Regions from separate parts of the Mus musculus genome. Here regions 1, 2, 4 and 5 are each linked to region 3. A link is a contact called in public HiChIP or PLAC-seq and promoter capture Hi-C data. All regions are on one chromosome and are shown on one strand. The core of a region is the stretch at or near the end of the contact, and the rest is flanking DNA. Distances in the headings are between cores, read along the strand shown. Region 1 holds the start of Gas2l3 (growth arrest-specific 2 like 3). Region 2 holds the start of Tcp11l2 (t-complex 11 (mouse) like 2). Region 3 holds the start of Hsp90b1 (heat shock protein 90, beta (Grp94), member 1). Region 4 holds the start of 1500026H17Rik (RIKEN cDNA 1500026H17 gene). Region 5 holds the start of Arl1 (ADP-ribosylation factor-like 1).

The links. Promoter capture Hi-C pulls out the DNA fragments that hold promoters and counts their contacts. HiChIP or PLAC-seq counts read pairs in DNA pulled down with a chosen protein or histone mark. Capture Hi-C pulls out chosen DNA fragments and counts their contacts.
Region 1: an H3K27ac HiChIP or PLAC-seq map of epiblast stem cells shows a contact between it and region 3, with 11 times the contacts expected there. The contact joins the promoter of Gas2l3 here to the promoter of Hsp90b1 in region 3. A contact is called at or near these places in 3 of 39 promoter capture datasets (the C10 cell line, neutrophils and pre-B cells), 1 of 115 datasets of contacts at active chromatin or transcription factors (epiblast stem cells) and 1 of 9 other capture datasets (liver).
Region 2: a contact with region 3 is called in an H3K27ac HiChIP or PLAC-seq map of thymic regulatory T cells, with 10 times the contacts expected there. The contact joins the promoter of Tcp11l2 here to the promoter of Hsp90b1 in region 3. A contact is called at or near these places in 2 of 39 promoter capture datasets (liver and pre-B cells) and 1 of 115 datasets of contacts at active chromatin or transcription factors (thymic regulatory T cells).
Region 4: a contact with region 3 is called in a promoter capture Hi-C map of liver, with 4 times the contacts expected there. The contact joins the promoter of 1500026H17Rik here to the promoter of Hsp90b1 in region 3. A contact is called at or near these places in 4 of 39 promoter capture datasets (the C10 cell line, hippocampal neurons, liver and 1 more) and 2 of 9 other capture datasets (adipose tissue and liver).
Region 5: a promoter capture Hi-C map of pre-B cells shows a contact between it and region 3, with 3 times the contacts expected there. The contact joins the promoter of Arl1 here to the promoter of Hsp90b1 in region 3. A contact is called at or near these places in 9 of 39 promoter capture datasets (the 3T3-L1 cell line, the C10 cell line, hippocampal neurons and 3 more), 2 of 484 Hi-C or Micro-C datasets (B cells and CD4 T cells), 3 of 115 datasets of contacts at active chromatin or transcription factors (astrocytes, embryonic stem cells and pro-B cells) and 2 of 9 other capture datasets (adipose tissue and liver).

Annotation. Positions count from the first base shown.
Region 1 is chr10:89,442,688-89,445,387 of GRCm38.p6, reverse strand. Gas2l3 (growth arrest-specific 2 like 3) reads left to right here and starts at 1,421. Exons shown (of 11, transcript NM_001033331.2): 1 at 1,421-1,533.
Region 2 is chr10:84,575,668-84,578,367 of GRCm38.p6, reverse strand. It overlaps Tcp11l2 (t-complex 11 (mouse) like 2), which reads right to left and starts at 1,421. Exons shown (of 10, transcript NM_146008.2): 1 at 1,356-1,421.
Region 3 is chr10:86,704,024-86,706,723 of GRCm38.p6, reverse strand. Hsp90b1 (heat shock protein 90, beta (Grp94), member 1) reads left to right here and starts at 1,280. Exons shown (of 18, transcript NM_011631.1): 1 at 1,280-1,417; 2 at 2,328-2,430. The coding sequence starts at 1,369. It overlaps Ttc41 (tetratricopeptide repeat domain 41), which reads right to left and starts at 913. Exons shown (of 16, transcript NM_001003910.2): 1 at 707-913.
Region 4 is chr10:89,684,930-89,687,629 of GRCm38.p6, reverse strand. It overlaps 1500026H17Rik (RIKEN cDNA 1500026H17 gene), which reads right to left and starts at 1,267. Exons shown (of 3, transcript NR_130956.1): 1 at 1,111-1,267. It overlaps Scyl2 (SCY1-like 2 (S. cerevisiae)), which reads left to right and starts at 1,336. Exons shown (of 18, transcript NM_198021.3): 1 at 1,336-1,592.
Region 5 is chr10:88,730,000-88,732,699 of GRCm38.p6, reverse strand. It overlaps Arl1 (ADP-ribosylation factor-like 1), which reads right to left and starts at 1,286. Exons shown (of 6, transcript NM_025859.3): 1 at 1,136-1,286. The coding sequence starts at 1,139. It overlaps Gm4925 (predicted gene 4925), which reads left to right and starts at 1,599. Exons shown (of 1, transcript NM_001037166.2): 1 at 1,599-2,700. The coding sequence starts at 1,984. The coding sequence ends at 2,382.

The DNA.
Region 1 (2,700 bases), core at 172-2,671, 2.7 Mb before region 3:
GCTCCAGCCAGCTCAGCTGTTATCGGGACATCTTTAGCTCTACGATTATCTTGAACTTCAAACTTAATACACCCAGCGAAAATGAACACTGGTCCTCTACCACAGCTTGTTTTTCCTGTATTCCTAAGACTAGTGCCACCACATAATAACCAAGGCCAGATAAATCACCCTCTTAGTTCTTCCAGATACTTCCTTCATACCCGCCTTCTGAGCTACTTTAGGGAGTTGTCATTTTAGGTTGCTTTTTGTTTGTTTGTTTGTTTTAATGACAAACTATTCTGTTCCTTTCTTCAAAAATCTTTGAAAGTGAACACACCCCCCCCTCCCTAAAATGAAAACCCCACAAATGAATTTCCTTGTTCTTTATATCCTTGTAATTATCTCACAGGCCTGCACCAGGACTGCATCTACATCCCTCAGTATCTATCAGGCCTACCTTCATACACACATACTTTCAGACTGCTCTGTCTCTCCAGGTCCAAACTTAGGTTATGCAAAACGATTCCTTCCAGAACGTTCCATGTGCCTCCCGGGTCCTGCATTTGCTGTTACTCCTGCCTAGGAATCAATCGTTCATAGCAATGACTTCCTCTGGCAGATTCCTGTTGTTCCTTCAATATCTAGTCATTTCCAAACCTCTGACCATCACCCTGTTTCACAGACTCCCCATTCCATGCCCCTCAGCCCTTTGAAAACTGAGATTGTTTTGTTCCCTATGAAAGCTGTATTGTTTTTGTGAGAGACCAGGTTTCAGTTCAATGCCCACAATTTAGAGATGGAGAAGCCTGCACATTCGAGGTGTCAAGACTTAAAAGGAACAGAAGCCGCAGGAATCTAAGAACTTGGGCCAGAACACAGAACCTCCAGGCTTTTAGCCAGTAAGATCAGCCCACATCAAAAAGCCACTTTTGAAGTTAACTCACATCTATCACTACAGTGTAACAATCACATGGCTACATTGTTACTTTGACATCCAACTCCCCTTTCCCCCACGTTTCCTGAAGGAAGAGCCAACATCCTCTTTTGGCTTCCAGGGGTGACTGCAGGGTTTTTCTCTCTCTTTCACAGTGAGGGGCCTGGGGTGGGCTCTGTCTGAAAGACTTCTGCTTTGGACGGGTCCCTGCTGGGTTGGTTTGTGTTTCTGGAAACCTCAGTGCCCCTCCGGATGGATGTAAGCAGATTTTAGGGTTGGAAGGAGCTCAAAGTCCTGGGAAGAGCAACATTCCAGGGCGCTCTGAAGCAGCCTTGAGAGGCGGGCTTCACACACTCTCCTGAACGACGGGACAAATAGGAGGGGTTGTCACTGCCACTGATAGAGACTGGACTGGAAAAGGTCGCTACGAATTCTTCGTGCGGTAGAAAGTCTCCGGAGGCGTGGCGCCCAGACCACGCCTCCGGTTCTGATTGGCTCCTTCGAAACAGGCGGCCGCGCTGGGCGACGAACTGCGGCGGCGGCGGCGGTTGGTTGCAGGCTTGCTGGCACGCACAGATTGAGCCCGAGTCGCCCGGAGAAGTGATCTCGCTCCCGGGCTGGTGAGTGACTTCCCTCTTGGATTTCTCTTTTCCTCCCTAACTTTCCGTTGCCTGTCCTGCGGCATCTTTGCTGCGCCTCAGCACGGACTCCCCACCCCCACCTCCCCAGTCTATAGCGTCCCGGTGGAGTTCAGGTGGGCTACAGAGCTGCAGGATTCCCTAGAACTCTGCGATTGGCTGACTGAGGGAGCCGCCTGCTATGATTGGCTCTTGGGGCTGTCACGGTGACGTTCAGCTCACCTTCCGACACCTGCCCGCTCTGGTGGGTAAGAGGGGCTATAAGTGTGAGCTCGGGAGCGGGAGGGGCGCGAGGTAGAGCCGCGACCTGTCCTGCTCTGAGACACAAACTAGTGCATGGTAGCCGGTCACCCTGCTGCCCAGCGCCCAGCCAGAAAGGTCACTTGATTCTTCTTCATCATCATCCTCAGAAAGGAAGGGATATAATCATTGGCCCAGGACAGACTCCTACTCATGATCACGCTGCTGTTTTGCCCCGTGATAGGCACTACAGACTCTTCCTTATTTCGCTTCTGCAGGGCTCAGATCTCCCAGACTTAACGGAATTAGGGAACATTAGTGGAGCCCTTGCACAACGCTCTCCCACCCACACCCCTGGGTTTGGAGAACTGAATTGGGGGAGGCTTGCAGAATGCCCTGGGAGGCGGAGGAACCATTTGAAGAGCTTGCATCCCCATGCATATCCCCCACCCCCACCCCACCCCAACCTCGTTCCATCCTGTCTCCTTTAAACCTAGGGGCCGAGTCGATCACATTAGAGTGCTCTGTAGTCTTTCTTTAAAACGAAGGAACGTGTTTTTCTGCGGGTCCAGTCTAGGTCAGAGTTTGGGTTTTGCTTAGCCCATGTGAGGTCGTTAATGACTACCCTTAGATAAGTAGTTCTGAATGGCTGTGGGCTCACTTCTCTTGAGCTTACACAGAATGATTGAAAATTGGGATTTCCCCACACCTTTAATTCCCTTCAGGAGGAAACTAGTAAGAATATTCTGGTGTAGATTCTGACGTGGTGCTGCATCTGACTCATCAGTTTTTAAAACTTACTATGGTCAGCTGACACTGCTTTCTAGCTGTCTGCTGCCATGACATTGGAGACGCTGGGCAGAGTTCCTTACCTCAGGCATGTTTTTCACCTTCCTGTTGAGAAAGTAA
Region 2 (2,700 bases), core at 172-2,671, 2.1 Mb after region 3:
CCTCATCGAGTCTTTGCCCGCCTCGGAGAGCTAGACAAAAGCCAACAAGCCAGCCACTGTCTAAAAGGCAGATGCCCGTGCTCCACGTGTCATTACAGCATTGGGAAGGATTTCTAAGCACTTTTTATCCTGGAAAGCGTTGCCCCCGCCCCCCCCCCATCCCTGATGCCTAGTTTAACACCTGTGCTGCACACCCGGGGGGTAAGGCGCCCTTCAGCCCTGGGTCACTTCAAGTGGAGCAATGTATGAAATCCATGGGGGTAGGAAAAAGGCAGAGTAGACGGGGCGGGGTGGAGGTGGAGGTGGGATGGGGACTCCTAGCCCAGGAACCAGTGTAAGAACTGGTTGAAATTATCAGTTGGGAGGTAGGTTAACTAAGAGCTGAGAGCTGAACACCACCTTGTGCTGAGCAGCCCACTAAGGACAAAGACAAGTTGCCTGGTTTCTTTACCGTTAAGGTACCAAGACAACGATGAAAGAGGGAGGTTCCATTCTCACTGGAACCACTCAAGTGTTTCTACTCTGCTTGTAACGGTAGTTTAACAAACCCTTCTTTGTTGACTGGATTCTTGTGTTTAAACACATGATTTGGGCTTCTTGTGGTTGGGGGAGGACAGAACCTACAGTCCTGTAAAGTGCTCTACCACAGAACTACAGTCCCAGTCTAATAAACGCATTTTAGAAGTAAACATTGCGAAATCGCTCATTTAATGGAAGTTTTTCCTCTTGTACTAACGTAAACACATAACTGTGTCATCCACGTGCCACCGAATCTCGTTGCTATGTTTTGTGGCGCCACCCAAAGCAAGGCAAAGCAAGGGTCTGAGAAGGCAAGGGTCTGACCCAGATGTGACCTGAGCTGGCCTCCTGGACAGTCAAGTCCAACGGAAGTCCCAGGAGTCCTGCCCGCTCGCCCACGTTCTCTGCTCGCCCCTCCCTCTAGCAGCACCACGTTTCCTGTCAAAACAAACGTTTGGGGGAGGGGACTGCCGGGACAGAACCCAGCTCTCGAGAAACCCAGCAACAAGACCCAAACATAGGGCCGAGGCCCAGCCGGGCCCCACCGCGGCTCAGTCCCACTCCTCCAGGGACGAGGGATTGGGGACCTGACCGCACGGGGAGCCCAGAGCGTCTCGCGCCGTTGAGCACAGTCGCTGGCACGCACCCAAAGGGATGTCATCACGACCAAGCGGCCCCGGCAGAGCCTGGGCCACCACTGCCACCGTGCCCCACTTCAAGCCTTGACTCCGAGGTCAAATGTCCCGAACTCGGAGGGCACAAGGAGCCCTCCCGCTGCCATAAGGAGACGCGGTCCCCTCAGATCCCACGGCCCCTCCCCTGGGATGGGTACGCACCCCCGGATCCCGCGTAGAGACTCGAGGAAAGCTAGGTGGCGGGGGTCGCGGGGCTCTGCGTATCCCCCCTCAACCAGCGTCGCAGACAAGGGGAGACTCAGCAGTCTGTCAACTCTGGAGCCCCCCCGCAGCCCCACGCGGTATTTAAAGGGCCCAGAGGTACTCCCTGGGCGCGACCATTCGGGAAGGAACTGGAGGGGGACTATAGCACCGCGGCGCCAGAATCCAGGGCAGGGTTCTGGCGAAGATCCCTAAATTCTTGAAGAGTCTGTCTACAAAAACCATAGCTTTCTCACGTTTCTATCGTGAAGGCTGAAGAAGGCTCAGACAGAAAGCCATTTGCACACGAGAAATGTGTGCTCCCTATATTCAGTGGTGGTACGGTCCGGACCGCCAGGGGCGGGGAGAGGAGTGAACACGGAATTGGGGCAGCCTACGGCCGGGAGCGCCTGGGCTGCTGTAGGGCCTAAAGCGTTCGGAGGCGGGGCCTGGCTGTGTAAGGGCGGGGCCTAAGTGCAGCGGGTGACGCCCCCAATCCTGTTTCTTTCAGTTTACCAGGTAGGATGAAATGGACTAACTCCAACCGAACGGACAGACTTCTGGTGTCCGCTCGCGGCAGTAATATAAAAACACTACATGCCCACCTTCACAATGGCCACACACACCGGGCCAAGCGAGTCAACAACATTCCAAACAGGCTGTCCCACGCACATCAGCGTCCAACCGCGTCATCCACACGTGTCAACATGTTCTTGTAAACACGGGTCCTGATTTGCCCCTTGAATTGGACGATTGGTTTCTGGGAGCCACACCTACCTAAGCTCTCCGAAGGCTTCGCCTGTGCACAAAGATAAAGTGTCTTACTTCTTCTAAGGGTTCTTTGGCGGCGCTTATCTTGGGGAGAGTTTTCAACCAGGCTTAATGTAAATAAGTGCTGGGAGGGGCTCTTGTGTGGTCAGGCTTACTAAGCATAACTTCTCGTGAGCTTGCTTCTGGGCATAAAGAAACAGAACCACTATTTTGCCAGGTACAAGTTGGTATTACTTGTGGGTAGCGTCATACAAAAAAAATAAATGAACTTTATATAAGCTGAAATATTCCTGTTTAGGACTAAAATCATATCGGATTGTGGAGGCAAATTGTCTACTATCATTCTAGAAAGAAGAAAACCAAAAGCAGACAATAGTTTAAAGCAAGATAGAAATACAATTGTACAGCATGGACTGGTCTGAGGTTATAACCAAGTCCCTAACATTTGCCTACCCAAGAGATCTTCTTGTTCAGTGGGATAAGAATGGAACTAAAGCACTCTTAGAAGCTCACTGTTAGCTACTGAACCTAGTTG
Region 3 (2,700 bases), core at 31-2,530:
GGGACTTCCCTCACCAGAAAGAGCCTCTTTTGCTATCTTTCGGAAGGCGGAAAGGTGTTTCTATGAAGTTACAAAGCCACAATCCAGGCTGTTTTGCAAGCTCTGCGGCTTTTGCTTTCAAGTATCTGCATAAGTTCTTTCCTGTTCTATGCTAGCCTGGACTTCACCACCGCGCTCTCTGGCTGATTCACAAAAGAGGCTCTAGATTGCCCAGTCATTCTTTGATATTTATGGGGATGTCAAAGGAACTTGGGTCCTTGTTTCCTTCGGGGTTGGAGAGCCCCTGCCACCCTCTACTGCAAACCAAACCAGAGAGGACAGGAAATGCGAGCAGCGCAACGCCAAGTGTAACTGAAGGCTCTAGGGACCCTGAGTGACGCGCAAGAAAGCGGACGTGGAAACCCGGGTGCTACCACCAGCCCAGAATCCAGGGCTGACCCTCTGACACGGTGAGACTAGGGCTACGCGGGGCTGCTTTTCAGGTCCGCCTCTGAAAACTGTGTGCATTAGAGTCCTAGAACAAGCACAGATCTATTCTGCAATCTGAATGAGGTGGAAATCCTATAATCACTCAGAGACATTTCCCGCGGACACAAGATTGGAGTAAGCAAGGGCCAAGCTACGCAACTGGCTTAGATGCCAGAGACTACAATTCCCAGCATTCATGAGATTAGTGCGTTGCATGCCGGAAACTGTAGTTTCTCACCACCATCCAAACGCATTCCGGATATTCAACCCCTCACAAATTTCTCTTTTGCGAAAAGAAACGCCCAAAAGAAAGGTGACGGCGAACGTAGCGCTGAAAGGACTCGTAACGTGACCCGCGTCGTAGACGAGAAAAGGGTAAAGGACGCATTGTCTTGGCTACCGTTTCCCCTAGTCACGGACTAAACGTTCGCTAGAAGCCGGAAGTGGTTCCCCGGGACCTCTAGGAATGGACAGACGTGCTATGCGCCTACGTTCATTGGACGGTTTTCCTCAGGGACCAAGGCTTCCCAGGCCAAAGGGTGGCCCGGTGTGTGAGGGCCCGCGGAGCCATCTGATTGGAGGAAAGCCGCTGGACAAGCCCAATCGCAAGGAGCCACGCTTCGGGCATCGGGCACCGCACCTGGACAGTTCCGATTGGCGGGCTGCGGTCCCCCCCCATGCGTCTCCATTGGGTGCAGAGAGTGCGTGGTGAGGCACGATTGGTGAGTTCGTGTTTCCCGTCCCCCGCCCGCAAGCAGTGGGGTGAAAAGCGGCCCGACCTGCGCGCGGCTTAGTGGGCGGACCGCGCTGCTGGAGGTGTGAGGAGCTTAGACTCGGGATTGGGGGGGTGGAGGCGGCTCCTGAGACCGAAAAGGACTTGCGACTCGCCGGCCACGCACCATGAGGGTCCTGTGGGTGTTGGGCCTCTGCTGTGTCCTGCTGACCTTCGGTGAGTGACCGGGCGGCAGTGGGCGCCCTCCCCTTCCTGTGTGGCCGCTTCTCGAACGTTCTTGGGGCGTTGAACCTGGGTTGGGGACGCCGGGTGGCCTACAGGGGTTTCAGGGACCATCTCGTTCCCTCGAAGGAGACTTGGGTGATGATGCTTTCCCTGAGGCCTCTGGGAAAAGGCGACTTGGAGACCGGGCATTTAAATAAATACCCTGCGGATGGTGCTAGAGCGCTCCCCGAAGTCTCGCTGACGGGGCGCGGTCTCTCGGACTCTACTCCCGGGGGAAGCCTTCCTGGAACCCCTCCCTAAGGACTTTTGTGATCAGGTCCGACCTTTGGCCACCAGAGCCTGAGGACCCCCAGCCCCTGCCCTCTACTCCCGGAGCGCGTTTCTGTTTTCTAACGCCCGACTCGCGAGCGTGGGCCCTCGGGCCAGCGTCGTGGCGGTGGCCCAATATCTGATTCCGATGTGCTTCAAGAGCTGTCCTTGACATGTCTTCCCCTTTGGGCCGGATTTCAGTTCCCCTCAACAGAAGTTGCACAAACCCTGTTTGCATTCTGACCTGTGATAACTAAGTGAGGCCCAAGTTTTGGCTTGGCCAGTGTAGAGACCTCCTCTCAGCTGTGCGCAACACGTGTGGGTGTAGACGGGGGCCTCTCTCACTGCCTAGGATAGACACACGTGATGGCTGCCTGGCCTTCCAGAGTCAACGGGGGTCTTGAGCATTCATATTTAAACTTTAGCGTGCAAACTTACCTTGACATTGGTTATTGACGTCAGTACATAATTCTTCCATCTCAACAGCTTGTATTTACTTACTGAATTGTGTTAACTCTTGCCCCCGTTGATATGGCTTTTTATGCGAAGGAGAGGAAGCAATAGTGTGGAGAGTTGTAACCTTTCTCCCCAGGGTTCGTCAGAGCTGATGATGAAGTCGACGTGGATGGCACAGTGGAAGAGGACCTGGGTAAAAGCCGAGAAGGCTCAAGGACAGATGATGAAGTTGTGCAGAGGTCGGTGCATTTGAAGCTATGTTGATAAGCTCTGCAAGTTAGTGGGGCAGAGTGGCTGTTGGTGTTTCTCCATTCAGATTACAAGGTCCAGTGCCCAAAATGTTGCTAATGATACAAAATAACCAGAGAAGATCTTAGGAGTGCCCATTTATCTGCAGGCAAAAGCTCCTAGCAGTCTGCTCCTGGGAGTGACTGCTGATTCAGGAAGGAAAGTGCTAGGGATAAGCCTCAGCATCTAAAACCAGAAAACCAGTGGTGATGTAGCCCACT
Region 4 (2,700 bases), core at 18-2,517, 3.0 Mb before region 3:
TCCTCCTACCCCAGTAAAATATGAAATTAAAGCATGTAAGAAAGAAAAAGTTGAAATATAGAGAACATGATTTCTAGATGTTTTGTGTGCAGAATACAAGAATCTAAGCCTTTCCTTTCTTGACCACGAAGAACTAGAAGTAACATTACCAACACATAACTTATAAGATGCTCTTGGCAAAAGGACAGAAATAAAAGTCCACCCTTCTGGGGCTGGAAAGAGAAGGCTCAGCTAGTGAGATGATAACTTTCTAAGCATGCAGATCTAAGTTGGATCTCCTGAACATACATTAAAAAGCCAGGCTTGGTGGTGGGTGCTCCTAATTTCACAGCTGAAGAGATAAGAGAAAGGCAAAGCACCAGGTTCTATTTAGAGACCTTGTCTCAAAAACATGGACAGCTCCCCAGGAACAACTCCTAAGGCTAACCTCTAGCCTCGAGCTTTTCTGGCGTGTGTACATACAGCTGTACCTACACAAACATGTAAACACACCACACAAACATGTACACACACATACACACACACCCCATAATCCTCTTCCCTCTTCTCTTCCTCCCCCTCCTCCAATTCTTCTTGTAATAGAATCTACCCTATTACCCATCTTAAGACATTTTAACCTGAACCAGGGACAGAGCAGAGACAGGAGAGGCAGGGTTAGGGTTAGTTAGGGTGGTAGTAGTCCTACTACTATGTACGGGTTACTTGGATGGATAGCAGGGAGACAGAGGCTGTGCCCAGTTTCACCTAGGTATATTTTTCAGAACAATTTACTTCTTTCATTAAGCACGTAAGATAAATAATCTTTGTTGCTCTAATTGTGGAACTGTGGCACCGGGGTTATCTGAGAATGTCTTAGAAACGCAGAGCATCCGATCCTACTTGTGCAGCAGAATCTGCACTTTAACACGGCCCTGTGTGAGAAGCACGGCTTTTCTAGGTTCTAAGGTCACTTAGCAGAAAGTCAGAGAAAGCTGAGTCCTATGTAATCAGTCACTAGACCAGCAAGGGCAGGTGGCCTGGGAAACAGAAAAGGGGAGGGGCCTCACAACCAGAGCTGCAGTGTCCAGCCATCAAGTCACTGTCAGTCATCTCCAATATACATTTGGTTACCTGTCCTCATTATCTTGGAGAATCCCCTTCTATGGTTCCAGAAACTCGGGCTTCCTAGCCTGGGGCCCCGGAAAGCTGGTCTTGCCCGCGAAGACTAGTGATCAGAGTCACAGGTACGGCTGTCAGCAGAGGCCCGGGCTGGCTCCACCCCCGCCCCGGGAGCCCCGCCTCACTCCGCCTCGGGGAGGGCGGAGGGAAGCCAAGCCTTACCCTTCCGAACCGCCCGGAAGTGACGTCATGCAGGAGCGGGCAGGTCTTTCGGTGCTCTTCCCCCTACCGTGCTCTTCTTCCCTAGTCCCTTCCCTCCCTTCCCCCTTTACTCCTCGATCTCGGGGTTCTGCGGACTCGGGGGTGACGGAGGAGATGGAGTAAGCGTTCGGTGGCGGCCAGGAGCGCGGCCCGAGCAGTCACAGCCCGGAGGCATTGAGGGAGCCGGCGGGGGACCGGCCCCAGCACCGCCCCTCCAGGTAGCCGGCTGCGAGGTGAGTGACCTGTCTCGGGCACCGGGCGACCTGGGTCTGCGGCCAGCTTGCGGGCTACGGGTCTCCCCGGGCCTCCCGGCTGCTACTGTTGCCTAGTGACGGGCCGGGTCGGGCGGGCTGGCGGTGGGTGGCCCGGGAAGCCGGATCCAGGTAGCGAGAAGCGGGAGGGAGCGGATCTCAGAGGCCGGTGACTCTGGGCGAGGCCTTCGGGCGACGGGAGCCCCGCTGCCTGGGTCATTCTGCTGCTGGGAGAGTCCCCAGAGCTGGCGCAGGAGCTCGGGTTTCCGCCGTGGAGATCTCCGTATCCTTTTGGGAAATTGGACAGTGCTCCGGGACTGCTGAGACAGCCCCCCTCGTTTCTGATACTTGGTTCCGATAGCTGGGGTCACCGGCTAAGGCCCTGCACTTCGGACGCCTTTCTCTGATGGTAGTTGTCTTTCTGGACTGGACGGTTATTGTGTGTGTGAGGTGGGTGGGGCAGATAAGGTTTGAGAGAAAGAAATCCCCATGGGGGCTCCAGTGCGCCTGTTTAAGCTACAGAAAAAGGTTTAGACAGATAAAGCTTGCAGAAACTTCTTGGGATTCGCATGGACGCGTTACCTGTGATCAGTAATTAAGGACACACAGTGTTTCCCTTTCTCAACAGGATTGAAGAGACTCCAGACCAGCTCCTTAAAGTGATTTTGATTGTAAATTATCAGCTAGAGGTTTTTCTTTGCACATCAAAACCAGGGATTGTGTGATGACACTTTGAAACGCCGTATTTAAGTTTTCTGAGTCGTGCGCCTCTGTTCAGAGAAAGCAATTTAACAAAGATGCTGTAAGTCAGTCAGCCATTACAAAACCCAAGCAGTTCTGGTGTTTGCTTGGAAGATTCTTTTTCGACTTTGAAGGCTTTCCCCTCCTTAATAAAGGTTGGAGGAGAAGGGGATTGTGGTTATGCAAAGGAAAGGAGCCTAACTGAACACATAGAGCTTTATTCTGTTCAGATATACCTACGCACATGTGAAGATCATTCATTTTGTCTGTCAGAGACGATTACATATGTAATACAGATGTGTTGTAATTCCATACAGTAGGACATTGCTATACAAATACATTCTATATT
Region 5 (2,700 bases), core at 37-2,536, 2.0 Mb before region 3:
GATATGAAGAATATGCTCAACATATAATATACACGGATACACACACAATTTTAAAAATAAAAGGCAAGGCCTTTTGGCTAGTGGTCCAATAGGAGGCTAAACCAATAGCAGTGAGTCTGAGGCCACCTTTGGCTGCAGAGTGAGTTGCGTTCAAGACTTGACAACTTAGTGAGATCCTATCTCAAAGTTTTAAAAGGGCTGGGGCTATACAGCTCAGCAGAAGGGCGTTGCCTAGCATACTAAGGGTTGACTTCCAACAGCGCTCCCTTGTAGGCATACAAACGCACACGCACACGGAAAGGAGAGGAGAGGAGAGGAGAGGAGGAAGAAAGGAAGAGATATTACACTTTGCTATTTGAGGGGAATGGCAGAATTAAAGCTGCCCACTCTAGAAAAGCGAACACGGAGCAAGCTGTATACAGAAAGAATGGGTGTGACCTGACAAAGTCCTTTTGCCCGTTTAGACGTCTAGATTTGGAAAAACAACGCCGAAAGGTTACAGAGAACCGAACGGAACTATAATGCACCGGATCCACACACTTCTGAGAAAACTGAGTAAATACTGACAGAAACCGAAGATTTTGCAACTCCTAGAAGCTCCACCTGTACCGGAGCATCACCACCGTCGGGTGCGCTCGGACGTCTACCGTAGTTCCCTCACCTGGAGAAGTGCGAATCAGCGAAGCGACATGAACATCTCACTCCCTGTCCCACCGGACTTCACAATCCACCTAACTCCATCCACCATATCTACGGACAGCTAACTACAGCGGGCGAGCAGACAGGAGCAGCGCAAGGATCAACAAACAACACCGGTCCTCGGGTTTCTCAGAAGTGACGCAGTCCCAACACCCACCCCGATGCCACCAAGCTTCCACGAAGGATCAGACACCTCGGTGAACCTTCAGCTGCCTGGCTGCCAGGCACCCGACGCCCCGTTCCGCCTACCCAACCGAGATGGGGGATGCAGGATGAGGGGAAAAGGCCGGGCTGGGATCAGTCCGGACCCCGCGGGTGCAAAGGACCGAGCCGGGAGGCGGAATCTCCCTGCAGGTGAAGAGCCAAGGTAGCGAAGAGCTGCCCCGCGGCCCGGCCGGTCCCCTCGGTCGCCTGACGCCCTTCCCACGCTCCTCACCCATGATGAACCGCCGCCGCGCCCTCGCCGATCCTCAGAGACAGGCCGGGACTCGGCAGCGACTCCTAGTTGAGCCTGGGCGCCGCCACCTCCGCTACTCCCGGACTCCGGTTCCGAAGCGGACTCCTCCAAGCCTGGTCGGCCAGCAACTTCCACGTCGTCCACCCAGCGGGGGCGGGAGCCGGGGCGAAAGGCCACTGCGACTGCGCGCTGGACACGGAGGTCTGGGCGTCCGCGTCGGCGCTTTCGATGCAACTCCCAGGCGCTCTGAGCGTAGCAGAAATGAACGCCACAACTATAACAAAAAAAAATTTAAGACAAAAGTGTTTCCTGATTCCACTTTTCTGGACAATAAGGCCTTCTCAAATATTAAAATGAGACTTTTTCGTGTTAAATTCTGATATCATAAAGTGGCGAATCGGCCAACGGAAAATAAAAGCTCGATAAAGCGAAGGCACAGAATGCTGGCGCTGGTTGCAGCGTCCCGGTGGTTGCACATCTGCGGAGGCGGTCCACTTTCCTCTAAATGCATTCCCGCAGGAGGAGCCAGGGTTACGTAATAATAACGAGAAAGCTCACCCGCAGTCACTGCATACCACCAACACGGGGCACCCTCGTACCCGAGGTGTCTAATTTTTGATCTCTGGGTGGCCACCTGACCGACCACCCTTCCGCCTCCGCAGAACTGGGAACTTCTTGCCTCCTGCAACTTGAGTTGGAAGTTAGGTAGTTTTCGATAGTGAAAGGGTTTGGTGTTTCTTAAAATTCTTAGAAACGCGTCTTGCTTCTGCGCAGCCTCTCAGAGGCTCGAGGCGCGCTCCAGGTCGGATCCACCTGTAACCCACGCCATGGCTAAGGAAGGCACTGCTGCTGGAGTTGTCATGGACGTCAATACGGCTTTGCAAGAGGTGCTGAAGACCGCCCTGGTCCACGATGGCCTAGCGCGAGGAATTCACGAAGCTGCCAAAGCCTTAGGCAAGCGCCAAGCCCATCTCTGTGTGCTTGCATCCAATTGTGATAAACCTATGTACATCAAGTTGGTGGAAACCCTCTGTGCTGAGCACCAGATCAACCTAATTAAGGTTGATGACAACAAGAAGCTGGGGGAATGGGTAGGCCTCTGCAAAATTGATCGAAAGGGGAAACCTCGGAAAGTGATAGGTTGCAGCTGTGTGGTGGTTAAGGACTTTGGCCAAGAATCTCAGGCGAAAGATGTCATTGAAGAGTACTTCAAATGCAGAAAATGAACAAAAAAATTGGCTTATTTTCTGTTAAGTTTCTCAAAACAGAAAAGTACAATTATCTCAAGCTCTTGAGTTTTCGCCGGAAATAATAATAGCCCTTTTTTAGGAAGTTTTCTTCCACATGGAAACATTGCATTATTATGTTCTGGTTTATAATGAAAATGGTCATCTTTTTGGAAATTTACAAACTGCCTAAGATTTAGTCTAGCATTATTGGGGCTTTTTTTTTTTTTTTTCTCGAGACAGGGTTTCTCTGTGTAGCCCTGGCTGCCCTACAACTCACTTTGTAGACCAGGCTGGCCTCGAACTCAGAAATCCACC